Linked DNA regions of Mus musculus: regions 1 and 2 are each linked to region 3. The links are chromatin contacts, called in public promoter capture Hi-C maps. All regions are on one chromosome and are shown on one strand. The core of a region is the stretch at or near the end of the contact, and the rest is flanking DNA. Distances in the headings are between cores, read along the strand shown.

Region 1 (3,302 bases), core at 225-2,724, 550 kb after region 3:
GCTGGCCTCGAACTCAGAAATGCCTGCCTCTGCCTCCCAAGTGCTGGGATTAAAGGCGTTCACCACCACTGCTGGGCTACATAGTGGTTTTTAAAAACACATACTCAAGTCTGGAAAATGGTCAATAAATTTACAATGTTGCAAAAATGCAGGAGTGGATTTCCCACTTTTTAGTGTAGGAAGTTTATCATTATCTCAGACTTATTTGTGACTTACAAAGGTATGTAGCCTCATTCAGAACAATGAGAACATAAATGTGTGCTAATGGGTAATACAACATTTGATCATTCACAAGTTATTCACTTGTACTCAGCCCCGGGGAGGCCAGAAGTCAAGGTGAAAGTCACCTCCATTGTCTCCGTCATAAAAGGAAAGCACAAGGGCGGACCAAAAACTTGTAGATGATCCGGTTGCCAGTATTTCTCTAACAAGCAAAGAGCAGAGCCTTTCTGATACAGGAGGTTTCATGTAGCCGTGCGAGTCCCAGGACGCGCTATGATTTAGCATGACAGATCTAATTTTCTTTCCTTCCAATTCCCTCCGAGTCTCTACCTTATATAACCGGCTTTGAATAATTCTCAGCAACGTCAACTATCTGACCCTTAAAATGAGTGTTTCAGTCGTCTATTATCGGTCGGCTGATGACTAAGTATATCCCGGGCAAACCTGGAACTCACTATGTAGCCCGGCTGGTTTGGAACTCGTGGCAATCCTGCCTTAGGCACCTGAGAACTAGGACAGGTATAGGTCATCACACCACTGTCACCGGTTTACTCTCACTTTACGTAAAGTTTGCCCCAAATACTGTGATTTCTATGTACCGTCAAAGGGAACTGGGTTGCTGAACCAAGCAAGCATGTAGTTCTGTGCACACAGCTTCAGGAACAAGGCGAGCAAATTAATCCAGCTTGGCCGGTTGAGGCCAGGCTAAGCTCACAGCTTAAATTTAGGGTTATTTCAGGACGTGCCTTCTGCGTCCCGTAAGAACGTCAGCCCTAAGTAAGCAGAGCCCACGACCCTAGTGATCTAGAAAGGTGACGCTTCCTTGACTCCTGACAGGGCTGGGTAGCACTCCACAGCTCATCGGTAGAGTTCGAAAGGGCTCGGCAGAGCTCGACAGCGCTCCGGCAGAGCTCGGCAGAATTCGGTAGGGCTCCGGTAGCGCTCGGGCAAGGCTCGTTAGAGCCCCGGTAGGGCTCGGCAAAGCTCGACAGTGCTCCGGCAGGGCTCGGCAGTGTTCGGCAAGGCTCGTAAGCGCTCCGGCTGGGCTCGGCCGCGCTCGGACTCCTTCGGGTGCAGGAGCCCAGCCAACCCCACAGTAGCGGAGTGCCTGGCGGTGCGCGCTCCCCGAGACCCCGATCCCCAAGAGCCCCGAGGCCCGCCCATTGTGCCGCGGGGTTCGCCACCCCGCCAGCCGCCTGACGCAGCCGAGGCTCCGCCCCCGGCGTGACGCTAGCGTCAGGCCAGTCCCGGCATGCTTCGCGGCCGCCCGCGGTCTAGCGCACTGAGGCATCTTCCCGAGAGCGGCCGTGCCTCCGCGTCTCTGCACTGCGCACCCCGTCCGGCCGCCCGGTTGCCCCCGCCGCCCGCCCGTGCGTCCGAGCGGCCGCAGCCCTCCGCCGAGGGCGCCCCGGGACGGAAGGGTCCAGCAGCCTGCCGGCGCCCGCCGCGCTCGTGGTCGCCGTCGCCGTGGTCGTCGTGGTCGTGTCCGCCGTCGCCTGGGCCATGGCCAATTACATCCACGTCCCGCCCGGCTCGCCCGAGGTGCCGAAGCTCGACGTGACGGTGCAGGACCAGGAGGAGCAGCGCTGCCGCGACGGCGCCCTGAGCCTGCTGCGGCACCTGCGGCCGCACTGGGACCCCCGGGAGGTGACCCTGCAGGTGAGGCCGGACGGGCACCGGGTTTCCTTCCCGAAGCCGCCGCGTCAGCGACGTCTGCCCGGCCCCTGAAGAGGCTCCCGGGGATGGCTGCCGCGGCCCTCGTCATGCCTCTCCTCCCAGACCCCGCAGCCCATCCGCCTCCCGCGGTCCTCTCCGCTGCCCTCCCTCCCCTGCGCTTCCCTCCCATCCCTGCCTTATCCAGCCCGAGATCTTCCCACATCCCCATCTCCGAGCCGCGGGAGAACAACTCCTTTCCAAAGCGGAATGACCGGGGACCTGCTGCTGCCCACGCCAGGATGCTAGGGAACGCTATGCCGTGCGTTATAGGAAGGCTTGAATTGGAAGGTTTCTAAATTTGTAAAGTCTTAGAAGAATTAATGCTCAGGGTTGGAGTGAGCAGTGGCCTGGGAATATTTTCGTGAGTCAGTGGCTTTAAAGACAAAAATTCTCAGAAGGATACCCCTACCCCCGAAAAGCTAGGATTAGGAAAAAAAAAAGGCACTTGCAAGTTATGATCCACCATACCCACAATTTATCTGGTGTAATTGGTTATAGTTTTTTCAGTGCACAGCTTGTAGGATTACTAAGGTGAATTTCCTTTTTCCTTGCAAACAAGCCAAATTAGTAAAATTTTAACGGTTTGGGATTGTTTTAGATTTGAGCAGTAATTTGTATTATTCAAGACGTCTGTCATTTTGATGACTCCAATACATTGTTGGGGGTTTATACAGGATTTATTGATTTAAGTTTTTTGCTAAATTTTTTTTTTAGTATAATTAAAACATGAGTAGTGTCTAGGCCCCAGAGCAGTTCCTGACACTTGGGGGCTTTTATGAGTTTTAGTTTCGATTCTTGTTAGAAGTGTTCTGAGCAGCTGAAAGAGACCGACCCATATGTTTTGGGGAAGAAACTTGTTAGACAAAAGACTTTGACATTTAAGGTGTGCCTGTTGGCCAAGTATATAGGAAATAGTTGATTCAAAATGATTTTTATGTATAACTTGGAAGATTATTGCATTTCCTTTAAGGAAGTGCTTTTCAAATGGAAGCATATCTGTTTGTGTATTTTTTGCAGTGCTGGGAAAGGCAGCTCTGGATCCTAGGCCAGTGCTCTACCTCTGTATGTAGCCCTCATGTTAGACTGTTAATATAGTGTATTCACTTGCTTGTTTGAGAGGGTTTTAAAATTTAATAAAATCTATTTCTGGAAAATATCTTACTAATTAAAGGCAGTTCTGCTTCCTGGTATACTGCAGTGCTGGCAACCCATATTGTTTTTTAGCAGTGACTTTTTCAAGTTTGAAGCTTGGAATTTCCTTTCATTTATTTGTGTGTAGAAAGTGGTAATAGCTGTCGAGTGAAGTGCTGTCTGCTGGATTGGGTTGAGCTCTTTTTAAAGTCATCGTTGCCTAGGAAATCCTA
Region 2 (3,051 bases), core at 474-2,973, 760 kb before region 3:
AATAACAAGACAAGCTTGCTGTTCTGTAGAAGGCTGAATCATTCAAGATTGCTCAAACACCAGAAAAAGTTTCTTGGACCCAGATCCTCAGGAACAAATTGTTCTAGGAAAGTTAAAATTTGTTATAAATAAATGAATAAACAAATAAATGAACATACACTGTCATTGAATCAGGCCATGTAGGCTGAGGTTCAACTTACTTCTTGTGTTAATAGGGTTGAAAATTCACAATATAAAGATGAAAATTAGAGAGGCTATCTTGGCAGTCCTGAGCACACACTTGAATGAAGCCCCCAGACTTAAGGCTCCCACATAAAACTTCAAGTCCACTTAACTTCCTGAGAGGAGCTGATACTTATTTTGAAAAGAATGTTAGAAAGGGGAAGGTTTCCATTAGAGAGCAAAGTCATGATCCAAATCTACTTTGAATATAGCTGAAATATTACACTCTCAACTCTCCACACCTGCCTCATTTTGTCATCCATAGAGCAACTTTTCATCAGCCTTTATGCTGTTTCTCCTGAGCCCAGGCTAGTCACCCTACTCATCAGTAAGAGCAAACTTACTCCTCTCCCATGTCAAAGCTATCTTCACTTTCTTTAGTAGCTTAAAATATAACTATTCTAAATATCCATTTTCATTTTTTGGACAAGAGAAAGTGGGTCTAGTCCCTAGAAGATTACAGGGTAATTTTTCTACGAGTACTAAATCATTACCTGGTTAGTTTCTATCGCCACCTTGAAGATTCCTTTCAAAACAGTCTTGTTGTCTCAGAAGTTTTACAAACAAGAATCTGTAATATAAATAAATCATACAAAGCCAGGCACTTGAAAACGGATTTAATGTTAGTAAATTATCCTGCACTTTCTTCTAATGTGCCAACCTTTTCTCTGAAAAAATTATATTTTCAGATGCATTTTAAATATGTCTATAGAGGGAAAAAAGGCAAAGAATCGTCTGTTTCATTGACTCAACGAAGCCTGTGTAACTCAATACTGCATCATGCCATATTCCCCTGTAGAGCTCTTTGATCCTAAAGGAGAAATGTGAACAGAGTCAGATAACTACATGAACAGTGTCCTTGGTTAGCACAGGGTTGTTTAAACAATGACTCCTGTTCCCAGGATCACACAGTATCACAGATAAACACAAATCAACCATGAATGCTAATGAAAGCAGGGCATTGCACTTTTAATTAAGCAGTCAGCAATGCAATGTGTTCCCCTCTTTAGCACCCACAGGAGAAATACTGGCCACAAATATAAAGCATTTTGCATTGTTTGTTTTATTTATTAAAGATATATGATGGAACATCTATCGGCTCTACTCTTTTGAGAATGCAGGGTAGCGTTTCTCAGTAGGTAGGTGAGCATCCTAGAAAGCAGAACTCTAGAACTGTGACTTCCTCGCAGAACTGACTCTCTGCACTCACTAAGCAGAAACCCTCAGGAGTTGTCACCCTTTGGTTGGTGGTCCTTAATAACATCGCAGGCACAGGAAAGTACAACTTTGCCCTAAGTGAATAAGCATGCTCATTCACACTCAATATCCACACCCTCACTATCAGAAAATGCGTGCTGTTCATTTCATTTACTCTGCACTATTGAGTTAAGGAAACAAACTTTACCACAGCCAAGTGAGAAGTCCACACATGAAGGAGCCTTAGAAGACGGTCCTCTCCATGCTGAGACTAAAGGAAAGTCAGAGCAGCAAAAGTCCTACGAAAAGCACTTATTTTCAGAATCCTCAAATTGCCTCTAACTGTGAGAGACAGCCTCTTGGGTGCTGTCCAGCTAAAATGCTTTCAACCAATACCAAGCCAAGGAAGGATTTGCCAAGAAAGGACTTAGGGAAATACAATGAATTGTTTAATTCCTAGCAAGTGATTTTATTTTGGTCAGCTCCTTCCAATCAGAAACCAAAGGAGACAATGCTAAATTTCACTTGTTAAGAAGTACACACACACACACACACACACACACACACACACACACACACACACACACACATTTTATTTTCTACATTCCAGGTACCTGAGAAACCTTATCTGATATCAAGAAAATTGCCCATTCATATGGTTTTACCATGCAAAATAATACTGGCACATATAGACCATTTCTTCACCAGCAATCTAGTCAATTTGTCAGTTTAGATGTGTTCTAAATCTAAACTGAGAAGCAGAAGAGGAAATTCAAAATATGAGTTCTGCCTTGAGCAGAGCCAGCTGTTAATGGCACGCCTGTCACTTCTAGTAGCAATCATATGTAGAGAATGAGGAGATAGTTGCAGGAGAAGCCAGTGTTCCACACTTGAGTCACATTTTTGACCTAAGCCTTACCAGGCAGCTTTAGGCTTTCTAATGCAAAGTCCTGTTTGCAATGATTATATTCATTTAATACACAAGTATTTATTAAGCTACTAAATTCTAAGCACAATAGTAGTTGTTAGGAAATTGAAAATGAGTAGTTTGCACTTGTTCTCAAGAGGTCTCAGAAGCTATTGGGAGAATTCGATTATTAAGTGGTAATAATTGCCATCATTCAATCAATTTCAGAGACAAAACCATTCTGATCTTTCATTTGGATTCAGTAAAATTGTTTAACCACGCATGTTTAAAATTACCACAAATTTGAAGATCTACTTGCAACCTATCTGTGTGTGTTTAGACAGACCACTCAGTTCTCTTTCTATACATGAAAACAACATCTATCTTTCTCAAAGTACAAGGAAGGAGATGGAATTCATAACAGATAGGAGAAATATTTAATGTGAGGAAAGTCACAAAGGCTTAGAAGAGTGAGAAAATACGTTAAAGGCTGTATCAGGAAGAGAAAGAGCTGAGATATTCAGGCTGGTGTCCCTGAGGACATAAAGCCACCATTGGAAGCTAGGATGGGCTCAGTTTTTTAATAATTTCCCACAATTCCAGTGTCACACAAATGTTTCCCAGCAACAACAATCTAACAGAGTCTGACGAACAGAGAACATAACAAGCTTAAGCTTTATATGTCGGTCTCTGAGATAGAGAATGAAGAGAGCCTGGGAGAAAAT
Region 3 (3,418 bases), core at 38-2,537:
GTTTGTTTTGTTTTTTTTTTTTAAATCTGCATCTGGTTGGAGATACAAATAATCTACAGCAGGGACTTAGATTAACTTGACAAACCCTACAGTCGCCTGGCTAGAGAGTTCCAGTGAGGGGTTATCTACACTGGGTAGTCCTTGGGCATGTCTGTGGGAAACTGTGTCCATTAAGTTAATTGATGTAGAAAGTCCTATACCACTGTGGGCAGTGCCACCCCCTAGGCAGGGGGTGTAAGAGTAGAGGAAGCAAGTGCGTGAGATTGTATTGCCCCCCCCCCCCTCTCTCCCTCTCCCTCTCTCTCTCTCCCTCTGCCCTTGACGGTGGTTATGATAGGACTAGTTCTTTAAAGTTTCTTCCTTGACTTCCCACAATGAGGGAGGCTAAGCAGGAATTGTAAGCTGAGATAAGCCCCTTTCTTCCCTCACTTGTGTTTTGATAGCATATTTTATCACAGCAACAAATCAAGCTAGACTTGCATACTAGGGCAATTCCGGCGCCTTCATTGTTATTTTAGGGACACGTCCATGAGGTACATGTTCTTATTCTTACTTTATAAGTGAAGAGGGATCTGGCACAGCAAGAACTTAATCTGGGACATGAAGTCCATACTGTGCCAGAGTCTGTGCTTATTCCTGTGTGTCACACAGGAGAGAAGACAGCAGTAGATGACTTAGTGGCTGACAGTTTTGTACTAACGTAACCCTCCATTGGCTTAAAACAAAAAAATCCACCTTCCCTTACAAGCTTGTCTGGATCAGTGAAGGACATCAGTGTACCTGGTCACTTGTCTTACAAAAAAAAAATGGCATTGTATAAATATTTACTATCCTGTGAACTTAGGTAGTTCGGAGGGTATAGAGAACACAGAGTGATTTTTGCTTTGGGGGCATTTTTGTGTGTGTGTGTGTGATTAGCTACAACATGAAAATAAATTTCATTTGGAACAAAACCAAACCTGATCTATTTTAAAGTCCAGTCAATGGAGGCCTGGTCCTGACTCTCCGTAGAAGGCTAGTTCCACCAAACATCTGCCTCTCCACGCGAAGCCTCCTGTCTGTTTGGTTTCCATTACGAAATCGCACAAGGAACATAATGAACGTACCGTCCTGACCTCCAGCCATCTGTTGGCTGCTGAGAGAAATAAGTAGGCAATGTTGTTCGTGTCTGTCAGCTCCAGCATGCGTTGCTTGAATCTGGTTTCATGCCTACAGAAAACAAAGACACCACAATGTTAGTCACCTAACAGGAGAATTAGAAAAAGCCAGTCACTGTTAACTACTGAATGGTTTGTAACAGAGTGACACATGGATGGGATGCGTGACAGGCGAGTGGACTCCAGAGTTGCTCTGCTGAGTTCTGGATAGAGTCCAAGAGGGCAAGTGTTTGCTCCATTTTCATGCTACAGCTATGAAAAGAAGCCATTGCGATGACAACTCTTCATTAAAAGTCACCACAGTATTGATGGATCCAATGTTGTGAGACTTGGCCTATGCCATCCGGGCTACAGAAATCACAGTATGTTCTACCTGTGTTTGAGGCATTTATTTCATTTTTCCAAATGATGTTGAGCTGGGCTGGATGAGAACCAATGGAGACAGAAAACCATACATTTACAACAGGTAAATATATCCCTTCAAATATATTCTTTTTCTTTGGCTCTTTTTTTTTTTAACCAAAGAAAGAAAGTAGGGTGCCAAGGAGCAGAAGATAGAGGGATCTTCTCACAGATGGCTGGCACAGCACAGGGTCTGTTTGCAGTGACCCTGTGAAAGCGAAGGAGATTTACTTTGGGTGATCTGAATAGAGACAGAGGGTGGGGAGAGGGAAGGGTCAAGCCAGGCTTCCCAGAGCACAGAAAAGATTGTCTTGGTATAGCTTTAGGGGTGAAGCTGGGTTTTGAGGGTGAACAAGGCACTGTAAATACTCTGAGTGGCATCAGAGAAAATCCTCCATCCTCTAGGGTTGGGAGATTTCTCACCCTAATAGTCGTGGTGATGGAGAGACATCAGATGTCCATGGGAAACTTAGGCTCATCCCTGTTGCTCAACATGATCAAACACAATTCTGTGTGGCTTACTTTACTAGCAGAACTAGCAATAACCTTCAACAAGCGTATGTCCTGTGTGAGCACGTCTCACCCTATACTTCCAACCCCTTGCACTACCATGTACAATGAATATATGCCATAGAAAGTTTGTTTTAAAAGTTAAGAAGACCCTTAAGCACTTGAACATCCTGGGTATGATTTCACACATACACACTAAAAAGAAAAAGAAACATATCTCTTCTACGTAACAAACATATCCTGACTTTGTAATCACTTTCCTTAAATAATAGACAAAACAGAGCTGACAAGCAACTGGTTTGAAAGTTGGTGCCATACCCAGCTGAGTTAGCTTCTTTCCTCCCTGTGGCCACAGCTGTTCTGACATAAGCCATCTATAGGTCATTTTGTAAGGAATTACTGACCCACTCACTAGTGAGCCCTACTTGCTAAAAGAATCCCCCCATTCCTGTAAAATCTTCCAGTAAAATTGCAAAACTTTTAAATAACTCATCACTTGTATCAAAGAACGAAGAAGTCCTGGGCGGGGTACATTTGGCCCACCATCAGAGTCCATACAGGCCAATATAAAGCAGATACTTGGTATCTCTCCAATCAATCTGACCATTCTAGTATGCCAAGCCAGAGAGATAATTTGGTGAGACAGCAGTGTCTGATCTACAACGATCAGAGTTTAGCAGTAAGAGCCAAACCATTACTTCAATTTGAGTTATGCAGCCTTGAACTAAATGCCACGTCCAGGGGGACCTATGTCAAAGAATGGCAACACCATGGCTTGGGACTGAACAGTCCAAGGAGCGTGTCTGTCTTCCACGTGACCTTAGGAGGGGTGACTATAGTGAGGAGCTAGAAGACAGAATGCCCTCTGAGGCCCTAGGATTCACAGCAACAGTGAGAACAAACTGTGGTCTTTGTAAGGCTCACATTTCCATGCTTGCCAGGAACGTGCCAGGTAGACTTGCTTGCTAGAGGAATATCGGCTATATTTGCATCTAAGCATCCTTTCTCCACAGCAAGGAAGACACTGTGCTAGGTTCTGGAGATATACAATGAACAAGATGTGTCTTTCTCAGGGTGGGAGAAATCTTGCTAGCTAGTGAGTCTGAGGCAGCCCAGGACCTTCTTTCATGAGTCTAAGAGCATAAAGGAGAGATTTACATTGGAGGATCTGAATAGAGAACCAGGAAGAGGGGGTGGGGAGAAGGCAAGGGCTAACCCTGGCTTCCTGGAGAACAGGGAAGACGTCTGGGAGTAGGTTTTATTTGGGGGAGGGGGCAGGTTTCTGGGGTGAACTAGTTATTGTAGGTACCCTAACAGGAAACAGGAGTGAGAAGATCCAGGGTTCTCCA

The links. Promoter capture Hi-C pulls out the DNA fragments that hold promoters and counts their contacts.
Region 1: a promoter capture Hi-C map of liver shows a contact between it and region 3, with 3 times the contacts expected there. The contact joins the promoter of Etnk1 here to the promoter of 5330439B14Rik in region 3. A contact is called at or near these places in 3 of 39 promoter capture datasets (hippocampal neurons and liver).
Region 2: a contact with region 3 is called in a promoter capture Hi-C map of embryonic stem cells, with 4 times the contacts expected there. The contact joins the promoter of Slco1a4 here to the promoter of 5330439B14Rik in region 3. A contact is called at or near these places in 4 of 39 promoter capture datasets (the 3T3-L1 cell line, embryonic stem cells, liver and 1 more).

The regions. Positions count from the first base shown.
Region 1 is chr6:143,165,756-143,169,057 of GRCm38.p6, forward strand. Etnk1 (ethanolamine kinase 1) reads left to right here and starts at 1,475. Exons shown (of 8, transcript NM_029250.2): 1 at 1,475-1,881. The coding sequence starts at 1,726.
Region 2 is chr6:141,854,497-141,857,547 of GRCm38.p6, forward strand. It overlaps Slco1a4 (solute carrier organic anion transporter family, member 1a4), which reads right to left and starts at 1,724. Exons shown (of 16, transcript NM_001355577.1): 1 at 1,628-1,724; 2 at 717-793.
Region 3 is chr6:142,613,308-142,616,725 of GRCm38.p6, forward strand. 5330439B14Rik (RIKEN cDNA 5330439B14 gene) reads left to right here and starts at 1,288. Exons shown (of 2, transcript NR_037679.1): 1 at 1,288-1,623. It overlaps Abcc9 (ATP-binding cassette, sub-family C (CFTR/MRP), member 9), which reads right to left. Exons shown (of 40, transcript NM_011511.2): 31 at 1,107-1,209.